Linked DNA regions of Mus musculus: all the other regions are linked to region 4. A link is a contact called in public HiChIP or PLAC-seq and promoter capture Hi-C data. All regions are on one chromosome and are shown on one strand. Each heading gives the region's core, a stretch centred on a gene start, on an enhancer-like site or on the middle of the called end of the contact. The rest is flanking DNA. Distances are from core to core; before and after follow the strand shown.

The links. Promoter capture Hi-C pulls out the DNA fragments that hold promoters and counts their contacts. HiChIP or PLAC-seq counts read pairs in DNA pulled down with a chosen protein or histone mark.
Region 1: a contact with region 4 is called in an H3K4me3 HiChIP or PLAC-seq map of embryonic forebrain, with 9 times the contacts expected there. The contact joins the promoter of Aox4 here to the promoter of Mars2 in region 4. A contact is called at or near these places in 2 of 39 promoter capture datasets (hippocampal neurons and liver) and 2 of 115 datasets of contacts at active chromatin or transcription factors (astrocytes and embryonic forebrain).
Region 2: a contact with region 4 is called in a promoter capture Hi-C map of pre-B cells, with 6 times the contacts expected there. The contact joins the promoter of 1700066M21Rik here to the promoter of Mars2 in region 4. A contact is called at or near these places in 14 of 39 promoter capture datasets (the 3T3-L1 cell line, 3T3-L1-derived adipocytes, the C10 cell line and 9 more), 5 of 484 Hi-C or Micro-C datasets (B cells, the G1E-ER4 cell line, cerebral cortex and 1 more), 6 of 115 datasets of contacts at active chromatin or transcription factors (the 230-238 cell line, astrocytes, embryonic forebrain and 3 more) and 2 of 9 other capture datasets (adipose tissue and liver).
Region 3: a promoter capture Hi-C map of hippocampal neurons shows a contact between it and region 4, with 6 times the contacts expected there. The contact joins the promoter of Aox3 here to the promoter of Mars2 in region 4. A contact is called at or near these places in 2 of 39 promoter capture datasets (the C10 cell line and hippocampal neurons).

Annotation. Positions count from the first base shown.
Region 1 is chr1:58,208,649-58,211,722 of GRCm38.p6, forward strand. It overlaps Aox4 (aldehyde oxidase 4), which reads left to right and starts at 1,749. Exons shown (of 35, transcript NM_023631.2): 1 at 1,749-1,980. The coding sequence starts at 1,927.
Region 2 is chr1:57,376,334-57,379,382 of GRCm38.p6, forward strand. 1700066M21Rik (RIKEN cDNA 1700066M21 gene) reads left to right here and starts at 1,287. Exons shown (of 2, transcript NM_028546.1): 1 at 1,287-1,613. The coding sequence starts at 1,338. It overlaps 4930558J18Rik (RIKEN cDNA 4930558J18 gene), which reads right to left and starts at 1,211. Exons shown (of 4, transcript NR_037999.1): 1 at 1,072-1,211.
Region 3 is chr1:58,111,721-58,114,800 of GRCm38.p6, forward strand. It overlaps Aox3 (aldehyde oxidase 3), which reads left to right and starts at 1,416. Exons shown (of 35, transcript NM_023617.2): 1 at 1,416-1,592. The coding sequence starts at 1,539.
Region 4 is chr1:55,235,739-55,238,899 of GRCm38.p6, forward strand. It overlaps Mars2 (methionine-tRNA synthetase 2 (mitochondrial)), which reads left to right and starts at 1,439. Exons shown (of 1, transcript NM_175439.3): 1 at 1,439-3,161. The coding sequence starts at 1,502.

The DNA of each region.
Region 1 (3,074 bases), core at 499-2,998, 3.0 Mb after region 4:
TATACATTCTCTTTTCTCATGCATCTTCTTGGTGGGTGTCTCCTTTGTGACTGCTCAGACAAGACATAGTCCAGCCCTCAGAACCTCAGAACTAAACAAACTACTTAGTTGTTGTCTCCCTACCCCACCCACCACACTACTGTCCATTTCCTGAGGTGACATCATTTCTTGCATTTCAAATCTCTGGACAGGCAAGGAGCACTGAGCAGAAGCCTCTAGGAACCACTGAGGCAGCAGGCAGAGGTGAAGACAGATAGATGGTGACGTCGGAACTATGAGCTTGGTGACAGGAGGCTGGATTGGAAACTGGCCCCAGACTTGAGCACCTGCTCTGCTCAAGACAAAAGGAAGACAATGCAGCCTTGAATATCCAACAGCCATCACAGCCCTATTTGCTCTGTGTGTGTGTGTCTGTCTGTCTGTCTGTCTGTGTGACTGTGTGACTGTGTGACTGTGTGTTAGCATCTCAAACTTAACCTGTGCAGATGGAACTTGAAAATCTCACTAGGCAGCTGCTGGTCTCTGCAGCGCAGCTCCCCTCTCTCATAAGCCAACATCACACCCATTGGGACATCTGCTCCCACCATACTCAATAGCAGCCTTGGGCATCCTGAAATGCAGCCCATCACCCCTGCTCTAATCCAAATGCCTTCCCTCCCTATTAGGAGCCTCATGACACCTCTCTTGATGGCTCCAAGGTCCTCAGAAATTGGCAAAACTGTTCCTTGGCCTCACTCCCCACCAGGATTCTGCTATATCTCAGAAAAAAAGTTGTAGGCTCCAAGGCAACCCTGCTCTTTGGGCAAGTCACTTAAAATCTTGATGTCTCATTTTTCTTATTTATAAAGTAATGGTGGTGGTGGTGATGGTGGTGGTTGTAGTGGTAGTGAGGATGATTGTCATGATGGTAGTGGTGGTGATGATAATGATGCTGATGATGATGGTAGTGGTGATGATGGTGACTATGATGCTCTCCTGAGGTGCTCCATAATTCCCAGTCCATAAGAACAGCCTCCAGCCCACAGCAAACCTGAGTGAATAGTTGTGGTTTCAAGTACATTTGTACCTAGGGTATTGCTGAGCATGAGAATCTTAAAATCCTCAAATGTGAGGAGTTCTAGACAAGTAAGCAGAGAAAAGATGAAGAAGAGAGAGTGTGCATGCTGGTTGTTATAGTCAAGCCTTAAAGACACAGTTGAGGAGGCTGGAGAGATGGCACAGCAGTTAAGAGCTCTGGCTGCCCTTCCAGAGGACCCAGGTTTGATTCCCAGCACCCACATGTTTGCTCACAACCATCTGTAACTGCAGCTCCAGGGAATCTAACGCCCTCACTGGCCTCCGTGAATACCAGCCACACCCGTGGAACACAGGCATGCGTACAAAATACCCACACAAAATGAACTAATAGCATAAATGAGTTAACCACATAAAATGAATTAATAAAAAAAAAATAAACATGCATTTGCTGTCTTTCATCACATTCACGAAAGACTCTTCCCTTGTAATTAAATACAAGAAAAACGGGAGACAGGAATCACTCGCGCTGGTGTGGACAGCAAGGTACCGATTTACAGGCGGGTTCGTTTTGTTCGTGTAACTCGTAATCATCCACCTGAAACTCGATTTTCATAATTGAACCCCGGAGTCTAAACCCAACATGAACAAACCAGTTTTAGACTTCAAAACGTCACGTGAATTCTTGACTCACTCGTGCCAGAAAGAGAAGCTGGAGCTGCTGCCAAGCCTTTGTGGGCTAGGCAGGCAGGGCTGACTATAAATCACCAGTGTTGGGCTGTGCCGCCGATTTGGCTTCCCCGGGACTGCAGGTGCCCAAGTTACAGTGCTGCTATATGAGATAGAGGAGCAGATACCCTTGTCGGTAGGGCATTTGTTTCAAATTTGTGCTTCTGGCTCCCCATTGACACCATGCCTTCCGTCTCCGAGTCTGACGAGCTGATTTTTTTTGTGAATGGAAAAAAGGTAAGTTTCTGATGTGACTAACCTGGCTCTTTGTTCACAGAGGGCAAAAGTCAGGCTTACTGTTCTTCACTGAGGTACATCTCCTAGTTTTTAGCAGTGGCACAATCTTAAACATGGATTGTTAACTCCCTTTTTGGCATCAAATATGCAAATGTGGGATGTCTGCTTGCTTTTCGTTCTCTCATCGGAAACAGTAAGAAAAAGAACCTGGTATTTGCTGCGCGGTGCAAGCGTGAATTCCGACAAGGCCAGCAGCACGCTGCAGGGGTGAGCGGCTGACAGGTCGTTCCTTCTGCGCCTGTTGGAAATGCACCCCACCTGGAAATGTGCCCCACCTCAGTTGGCCAATGCCCCTTTAACAGGAGAGAGACAGGAAGAAAACAACCACACATGACTCTCAATTGATAGCAACCCCTCAGCCAGACCATCACCCTGGAGGCAGAACAGGACTGCCTCCTTATTTCTAGGACAAATTATAAAAATGTCAAGGGGGGCGGGGCAAGCCTGAAGATGGTGTGGTGCCACGACCGGCTCATTTGTTTAGACCCAGGGGCTCAGTTTGACTGAAGCACAGTGTCCACTAGGGCCCATCACCCCACGGACTCCCCAAGGTGTGGCTTCTGTTGGGGCTCTTTGTCTTTTTTTGTGCCTCTCAAACCCATATCTTCCCACCTACTTTTCACATACCCACTCAGAGATGCGGGTGTCTCCTTGAGACATATGTGGTGTTTGTGTGCCTGCACATCTGGATTCTGAATTTGAGAACAGTGGTATGAGGTGCAGACCCCTTTTGTTTGCTTTGTTTCTGTGACACTGAGCTGGTCTTGGGGCGCTCCTCTGTGAAAAAAAATTTACTTTATCAGTGCATGGCTTTCCAGAGTGTGCTGGTCTTTCATGGGCTTGTCCTAGTGATGGGGACACGGGTACCTTTCAATTCTCCCAAGTTCTCCCCCCCCAAAAAAAAAAAACCAGAAAACACAGCATGAATATCCTTCTGTCTGATTCCTCGTCGTTGGAGCTGGTGAGAGGCTGAGAGATCACAGCAGGGCCATTCCATAGGTCCTGCCTGGTGGTTTTCCGAAGTCCAGCACAGA
Region 2 (3,049 bases), core at 37-2,536, 2.1 Mb after region 4:
GGCTGAATTGGATCCCCAGCATCCACAAAACAGAGAACCCAGTAGCTGGGAAGTTAGAAACAGGCAAACCATTGGGGGCTTCTTGGCTAGCCCAGTCTAGCCTAATCCATGAGCTTCAGGTTCAGCAAGATGCTGTCAAACAATAAACTAATCAATAAAAAATTTTAAAAGATGGAGTGTGAGGAATGTACTGTGATACAAAAAAACTGCTCTCACCTTAAAGATGAGCCACATATCAGTTAGCTCAAGTTTTACAGTATCAAAATAGAAAATATTATATAATTTAAGACTTTGAAAATAAGATAACAGACAGAAAATTTCTGCTATAGGCCTCTAATATAAGTCTTAGCTTCTGGGCTGGTGGAAGCTAAGCTAATACATTTCAAAGGTTTCATCTGATACTCACTAGTATGCTGGCTGTTTAGGTACACAGGTTAGCTAGGAAAGGCTATTAATTAAAAGAGCGAAAGACAGCTCAAGATAATTTTTAATCAGGGTTTGAACTTACAACATAATTTCTCCCCAGTCATTTAAGTTCTAATCAGCTAATCACTCCTGCAGAAACTTCAAGTTTCAACTTCTTTCCAGGAATCTCCTTTACACCCAAAGTCACTTCAAGCCCACAGCAGCAAACAGATGCATGTGCGTGTCCGATGTGCACACACAATGTTAAAACAAGATTCACTTTTCCCACCTTTAGCATAAATTTGGCCCAGTCCTATTTCTACACAACTTTAAGTAAGAAGTTGCTATTTCCACGACTTTCCTATACTTTTCAACGTGGTTTCAAAACCCTAAATCGGAAATTCGATAAGCTGTAAACACCCCTACAGTAAATGTGTGAACAAGTAGGCCTTTTCTCTATCTTCCCTAAGGTAAGTGTCCAGCTCTCTCTCTCTACCAACTAGGAATGTGCTAGACTTGGTGTGGAGCCAGAAATTCCCTAACTAGGTAACTTCGGGACATAGGGGATTCTTTTCATTCTGAGCAAGTACAAGACTTTCAGAACCATTCTTCTTTACCTTGGACTAAATTAACAAAGACACATCTTCACCGTGAGGATGAACCTACCAAAGCTTTTATACAGAACCCGAGGAAACTCTGACCCTGAGCAGCTGCTGCTGTGCATGGGCCCAACCTGCGGGCTCTTCCACGTCCGTTCGAACTTCCCGGCCGGGGCTGAGTCCGCCAACCACAAACGTCCTTCCTCCAGCCGCGCCCTCCGCTCCCCCTCCCTCCGGACGCACGCGGCGTGCTGACGTCACGGCGACCGAAGCCGTTGGGCAGCCGAGGCCCCGCCCTCGCTGCCGGGTGAGCGGCCCTGGCGGCTCGAGCCCATGCTGGGGTCGCGGCGTCTGCGGTCCCCCGCGCTGGTGCTGCTGCTGCTGCGGCCGCTGCTCGCTTCCGGAGACTCCGCGTCCCGCCTGCAGACCCGAGCCATGAACCCGGGCGGCGGTGAGCGGGGCTCCCCGGAGGACAGCCACCGTCTGCAGCGCTCCACGGTGCCGGGCTCCGACCCGCAGCGCAGCAACGAACTGCTCCTGCTGACATCCCGGGAAGGAGATTCCCCGGAGCAGCGGCACCACGTCCTCTACTTCCCTGGGGACGTGCAGGTAACGCGGGGCCAGGCCTCCCCGACACGCCCACACGGGTTCTCATACGATGGGGGTGCGGGGCGCGCCCCCGTTCCTGCCAGAGCCCCATCCGGGGAAGGGGCCTTGGAGGGCCACGGTCTCCAGAGAGCGGCTGTCAGTCCAGGTGCCACTGGGTGGAAGGAGAGGCGCGACAGGGAGTGGGACAGCCACGCACAGCTCCAGCCTGCTCTCAGAGGACTGTGTGTGTGCTGGGCACTGGACTGTTTAGAAAACGCTGACTGACCAAATAAAATACATCCGTTGCTAAAGTGACCTTTCCAGTAACCCTAAAACACAGCAGTGGAAGGGATGCAATCGTCAAGAATGCTAATGATACTGAGAGGCCCATTTGAATTCAACTCATCTGTGTGCTTCCTGTTACTGGTTTTTATAGCTGCAGACATACGTCTTTGCTGAAGCTGTCCTGGAAGCTGGGTTTTAATGTAAAACTGCATCGTGCAGTGGATACATTAGCCGCGTGAGAGTATCTGAACAAGTTAAAATGAAAAGGCAGCGTTCTCTGTCTCACTAGTTGTATTGCCAAGTGTTGAGTCACCACAGGTGACTTGCTTGTACCCCGTTGGACAGCGCAGATACAGTTGGCATTTACATTGAAAATCAATTATCCCAGAGCGTTGTTAGCACTAGGGTAGATATTCAAGTTAGAATATAGCTAGATGGTTTCCTCATACTAGAAAACTGTTATTGTTTTGAAATTGGTGCTTTAAAATGATACACCAAAAAATCTATTTTCTCTTGCTGTTTTCTCTCAAATCAGTTGACTTGACTAGTTGACTGCTAATGGAAACTAGCAAAAACCCAAATTTAGGTTCAAGAAAATCTCATTTTGGTGCCTTTATTCCCAGATTGAAAACAAGTGTGTTGCTTCTGCTTCCTGCGACTTGTGACCAACTACTTCATGCCTTCCAGTGGTGGTGGTGGTGGTGGTGGTGGTGATGGTGGCTGAGTACTTTCTGCTGTAAAAGTGTTCCAGACAGAACATCCACCTGGCTTAAGTAGGGCCTAAAGTGTTCTAGATATAGTTTGAGGATCATCTTTCATTTCCCATCATCAGCCTTTGGGACAATGACAGAATGGTAATGTTCAGAGTGTGGGGTTTTATAGAGCATGAGGTCTTCTGGAAAAGAAATGGAAGGCCGTGCATCCCAAAGCTTCAATGCCAAGTCACCCAGGTTTCCCATTCCACTCTGTACTTCTTAGCTATGAAGTCTATGCAGATGTTAAATCTCTCCATTGAAGTGCCTCAGATATAAAAGTCAGAGGGCCTCAATCAAGCTGAAATTTGGGAATAACTCTAGTTAGGTTCCAGCCCCTTCTCACCTTCAAGTAGCCTCATGCTCCACTCTTGGGATTTTTTTACTCTACTCTTTCAGTGATCTCTTTCCATCTCGTGA
Region 3 (3,080 bases), core at 166-2,665, 2.9 Mb after region 4:
TGTGTGAGAGAGAGAGAGAGAGAGAGAGAGAGAGAGAGAGAGAGGGAGAGAGAGAGAGAGAGAGAGATTTCGAACTGTTATGCAAACGAGGGGTGGGGCTCAACCAAAACAAAATATGCATGAAATGCTGTAAGGAAACCTCTTACTCTGTATTCTAATTTTAAAATAAAAGTTAGCAGAATAAAATCCAGAAGCAAACAAGCAAACAAACAAAACCTGCTTAAAATAAAAGTAAGGAGAGAGAGGAATGAGGGAGCTGGGTAGGTGGACAGGTTGGCTCTAAATATGCAAAAATAGAGCTCAATTTCCACTGCATCATATTTTTAACACACTCTCTCTCTCTCTCTCTCTCTGTGTGTGTGTGTGTGTGTCTGTGTGTGTCTGTGTCTGTGTCTGTGTCTGTGTCTGTGTCTGTGTCTGTGTCTGTGTCTGTGTCTGTGTCTGTGTCTGTGTCTGTGTCTGTCTCTGTCTCTGTCTCTGTCTCTGTCTCTGTCTCTGTCTCTGTGTCTGTGTCTGTGTGCTCACCTGGGCACTCAATGCCCAGAGAGAGCAGAAATGTTCATACCCCTGGAGCTGGAGTTACAGAAAGTCTGTGTTGCCCAACAAAGTAGCCAGTGCTCTTATCTACTGAGCCCTCTCCTGCCCTGTAGAATATTTATAACTGGAAATCTGAGAACAATTCACAATGTAAATGACTGTCAGGCATGTTTGGTAGTAACATTCCCAGTGCCTCTACTGTGCAGCTGCTGCTTTAAGCTCTTTCCCTGCATGGGCTCCTTTAATCCCCACATCAATCTTCCCCTGAGGAAGATGTTTTTGTTGTTGTTGTTGTTGTTTTGTTTTGTTTTGTTTTTTCCAACTCCTAGGTAAATCCACTGAGGTACAGACAGCCAAAGTAACTTGGGAGAAAGAAAAAGGAAAACAATTTTGAAATCATGTGAATGGTTTAATTTCACCTTTTAGAAATTAACAAAAATATTGTTGAGAAAGTAACAAAAATCCATGTGGGCATTTATGTGTGTTCATAAATGCCATCTAACCCTGCAACAGCATGCGTGAATCTGGTTGCTAAATGTTGGCACAGAGAAATTCTACTTTGTTGCTTCTCATACTTGTATCATTTCTTAGAGCATTCTTTGTATAGTTTAACGGCAAAAATAGCAAGCAAATACACTTAGTGTGAAGACATAGATCTGAGAGCAGTGAAGAGCAGCCCATCGGCATCCCTTCCACGTCACCGATAACAGCGCCTTCTTGTTGGAAAACGCCCTCTAGTGGCTAGCGCCTGGGGCGTGGAGAAGTGAGTCCGGAGCTGGTGCTGGGCCAGGTTTTAAGGAAAGAGGGAATTGGAAGCAGGAGGAAGGTTGGGAGCGATGATGGGCAGGGCTGGGTGGGAGGAGTCCTCAGGCAAAGCCACAGAGCAGATTTAAATCCTGTAGGGCAATTCGGTCTCCTGCAGAGCACAGCAGTTCATCTGAGAGGTGGACTTAGACACATTAGGTACAGTTGCACAGAGTGTGGACGACTATCCTCAAGTAATGTCTCCTTCTAAGGAGTCAGATGAGCTTATTTTCTTTGTGAATGGAAAAAAGGTAAGTTCTCTACACTGTAATTAATAAATGTACATAAGAAACTCTGGTAGAAGCGATCTGTCATTAGCATTGCCAAAATGAAGGGCTGTGTGGGGTCGGGGAGTTGTTGCTCAAATGATCTAGCGATCTGCTATGCTTCTTGGGGAACAAGGGAGGGGGGGAAGAGAGAGAGAATCTATAATGTTTTGGGACTAGTAGGGAGAAAGTGTGCAGCTATGTGTCTCCAAACCAAGCCTTGTCTCATTTGAATGCACCTAAGCACTGGGCACTGGCTTCCTTGCAAGAGAATCTTCTAACTCTTCCTCAATACCTCTTCCAGCTCTGACTCAAACTTCTGTGCCACCCAACTTCTGCTTTCACATGTATGCACAGATCCAGAGTCCAAGGTCTTTAGGTTATTTACAAATGCTTTTAAACCCTTGGGTCAGGAAGAATGGAAGAGAAAAACCTACTGGAAGGCCAGGTGAACTGTTAATTTACATGTTAACACCTTACTCCTTTAAGATTGGATTCATGCCTGTAATGCCAGAATTGGAGGGGGGTTGAGGCCAACTTAGTCTCAGAGTGAGCTTCAGGACATCAAGGGCTATGCAATGAGACTCTTGTCTCATAAGTAAATAAGTAAGCAAGCAAATAAACAAATGAAGGGTCTTGTCTCACTTAAGAAATGAAGCCTTTTCTTCTTTGTCTTGAGCTCTTGAGACCTAGACAAGACCTAAAATGACTGCGGTACTGTCTGCATATATGCTGGACGTTCTTGACGATTGTGTATGATGTGAAGGTCCACAGCCTGTTCTCAGCACTGTTGGCACAGGGAAAAGGGCAGTCAGAGTTTAAGCTGAGCTTGTGGTATTGTGTGGGGTGTGCGTGAGGTGTGTGTTTTGTATGCTGTGCTGTGAAGGCTCAGGGTGATTGTGCAACGTGGCCAAGATCTCTTGGCTAACAAATACTGGGGAGAACTTGGCTTTCATCTCTGGGTTCCTTTCTTTGCTCTGTGATCCCTTCCTGGGGGAGGTGACCATTCGTCTAAGACACTAATGCTAAAGGGAGAGGTGGGGCTTTCCTGAGTGTTTTCCTAGGGCTGCTGAAGGAATGCTGTTTGTCTGCTGCTGTCAGAGCTCCTGTTTATTTAACTTTTCAAAACTGGATGGAGAACACAGACCAAAAAACAAAACAAAACAAAACAAAAATATTTTGGTGGTAGTGATAAGAATTAAAACTCTTAGTTTAATTCTCTGTCTTCTACTATAAGGTAGGGATGCACGAATTGTTTAAGTATATGGCTCTTCAACTTTTTATTAGTCTCTTGAACCCATATTGTGCTAGAATTCAAAGGTTTGTTAAATCTCTGTTGCTCCTCTAAAACAAAGCCAGACATTTCCCTGTCAAAGTATAGCCAAGTACAATATAGCATTATATAATTTCATAATTGCAAAGAGGGATGGGTGTTTAATCAAGTCAGGCAATCAAGGTCAACAAATATGTTCT
Region 4 (3,161 bases), core at 189-2,688:
TCTCCTCTCTCTCCTCTCTCTCTCTCTCCTCTCTCTCCTCTCTCTCTCTCTCTCTCTCTCTCTCTCTCTCTCTCTCTCTCTCTCTCTCTCTCTCTCTCTCTCCAGGTGTACCCGGTTCAAGTAGGCAACACAGTGGATGGTGCACGCCTTTAATCCCAGCACCTGGGATGCAGAGGCAGGCAGATTTCTGAGTTCAAGGCCAACCTGGTCTACACAGTGAGTTTCAGGACAGCCAGGGCTAGACAGAGAAACCCTGTCTCAAAACAAAAAAAAACCCCAAAAAAAACCCAAAAAAATAAAACACAAACAAACAAACAAAAAACTCAACAAAACAAAAAAAAACCCAAACAAACCAAAAACAAAAACCAAACCCTCAGGGCACTATTACTCTTGGAAGAGAGGGAAGGACACAGCGCACAGATCTCAACTGCAGCTCATCTCTAACTTAAACACTAATGTGCACCACAGTCCATTGGTGAGCTAAGTAAAGCTTAGATTGCTGGTCTGAGATCCCAGTTTCTGCCTCAGCAGGTAGGGAATGGGCCTCAGATGTCTAAGTTCCTGGTGTGTCTCATGCTGCTTTGGGGACCATTCTTTGAGAATCACTAACAGTACTTAGGTTGGGTGAGGGTTTATAGGTGTTCCAATCTCATTTTAGTATGTGCATATATACACTGTTTAAATTAAATGGGGGTGGGGAGGCCAGTTGTGGATGAGAAAATATGCAGTGAGCCAAGGATTAATAATAAAAATTTGGGATTTTAAAATTCTCTCCTGCTAAAAATTAGGATTTCATTCTCAAAGCTCAGTCTTGGAAGAATTTCAAGACTATTAGAGGAGAAAATTGTGACTTGTTTTGTACAATAAAGCTGAAAGTTAATGTTTCCTTATCTGCACACCTGTGACTCCGCACTCCAGTCCCTGGATGAGTTCTCAAATCAATCCTTAAGGCTCAGCAACATGTTCAGACACGTCATTTCCTTTTCTGCCAGTGCTTATCGTTCCTTAAAGCGCTTTGTGAAATTATTTTCCTTTCTTTCAGATTTATTTAGATTCTGAGACAAACCTTAAATGGTTTTTCTATGTTGACTAGAGGATACCAAGAGGCCGGATTTGTGCCCTGCTTTGACAGTTAATGAGTTTGGAAAATACCTCAATATAAAAATCTTGCCAACAAGTTCAGTCCAGAACCGATCAGTTCAGTTCAGATCCAGAACAGATCTCAAAGAGTAAAACTGCACAACACCCGGGATACGCTCTTCTTTCCCCAACTGCCCTGACACGGAACCCACTAGCCGACTACTCAAAAACTCCCGCCGGCCACCCGCCCCTGCGCGCTGCAGGAAACCGGTGGAGGCGGGGGAGTTGCGGGCGGGGCCGCAGGAGTCAACGCTTGCCGTTCATTGGCTTCCGCGCCGGAAGCGGCGGTACCGTCCAGCTGCGCACGCGCCCTTTCCCGTGCTCGGGAACACCGCCTCCAGTGCTGGGGCCGGCTGTCACCATGCTGCGGCAGTGTGCTCGCTGGGTGTTGACGCGCACCCGGTTCGGCCGCGGCTGTCGCCGCTACGGTTCGTGCTCGCCGAGCGCTAGTGGCGACGCCGGGGAAGCGCGGGCCTACTTCACCACACCTATCTTCTACGTGAACGCCGCGCCGCACATCGGGCACCTGTACTCGGCGCTACTGGCCGACGCCCTGTGCCGCCACCGTCGTCTCCGAGTTCCCGGCTCTGCGTCCACGCGGTTTTCCACCGGCACGGATGAGCACGGCCTGAAGATCCAGCAGGCGGCAGCCACCGCCGGCTTGGCCCCGATCGAGCTGTGCGATCGAGTGTCTGCCCAGTTTTTGCAGCTTTTCCGGGAGGCTGACATCTCTTCCACGGACTTCATCCGCACCACGGAGGCTCGGCACCGAGTAGCGGTGCAGCATTTCTGGGGTGTGCTGGAGGCCCGGGGTCTGCTTTACAAAGGGATCTATGAAGGGTGGTATTGTGCCTCGGATGAGTGCTTCTTGCCGGAGGCCAAGGTTACTCGGCAGGTGGGTCCGTCCGGGGATCCCTGTCCCGTGTCTCTCGAGAGCGGACATCCTGTCTCCTGGACGAAGGAAGAAAATTACATTTTCAAGCTTTCTCAGTTTCGAGAACCACTCCAGCGGTGGCTTGGAAACAATCCTCAGGCAATCACACCGGAACCGTTCCACCAGGCAGTTCTTCAGTGGCTGGAGGAGGAGCTGCCCGACTTGTCCGTTTCTCGAAGGAGTAGCCATCTGCACTGGGGCATACCAGTTCCCGGGGACGACTCGCAGACCATCTACGTGTGGCTGGATGCCCTGGTCAACTACCTCACTGTAGTTGGCTACCCAGATGCAGATTTCAAGTCTTGGTGGCCAGCCACCTCTCATATCATAGGTAAGGACATTCTCAAATTTCATGCTATTTATTGGCCTGCCCTTCTCCTAGGGGCAGGATTGAGGCCACCACATCGCATCTATGTCCACTCGCACTGGACGGTGAGTGGCCAAAAAATGTCCAAAAGCTTGGGCAACGTGGTGGATCCCAGGACTTGCCTTGATCGCTATACTGTGGATGGCTTTCGCTACTTTCTCCTTCGGCAGGGCGTTCCCAATTGGGACTGCGATTACTATGATGAAAAGGTGGTTAAATTGCTGGACTCCGAGCTGGCAGATGCCTTAGGAGGGCTTTTAAACCGGTGCACTGCCTACAGAATAAATCCTTCTGGAACCTACCCATCTTTCTGTGCTGCCTGTTTCCCCAGTGAGCCAGGGTTAACGGGGCCGTCAGTTCGTGTGCAGGCAGAAGACTATGCGCTTGTAACTGCAGTGGCCACTTTACCCAAACTGGTAGCGGGCTATTATAATGACTTTCAGATCTATAAGGCTCTGGAGGCGGTATCCAGCTGTGTTCGGCAAACTAATGGTTTCGTCCAAAGGCACGCACCATGGAAATTGAACTGGGAGAGCCCTGAGGATGCTCCCTGGCTGGGTACCGTGCTTCACGTAGCCTTGGAGTGCTTGCGAGTGTTTGGAACTTTGCTTCAGCCTGTTACTCCAAACTTAGCAGATAAACTGCTGTCAAGACTGGGAGTCTCTACCACAGAGAGAGGCCTTGGAGAGCTCTACTTCCTACCTCGATTCTATGGACACC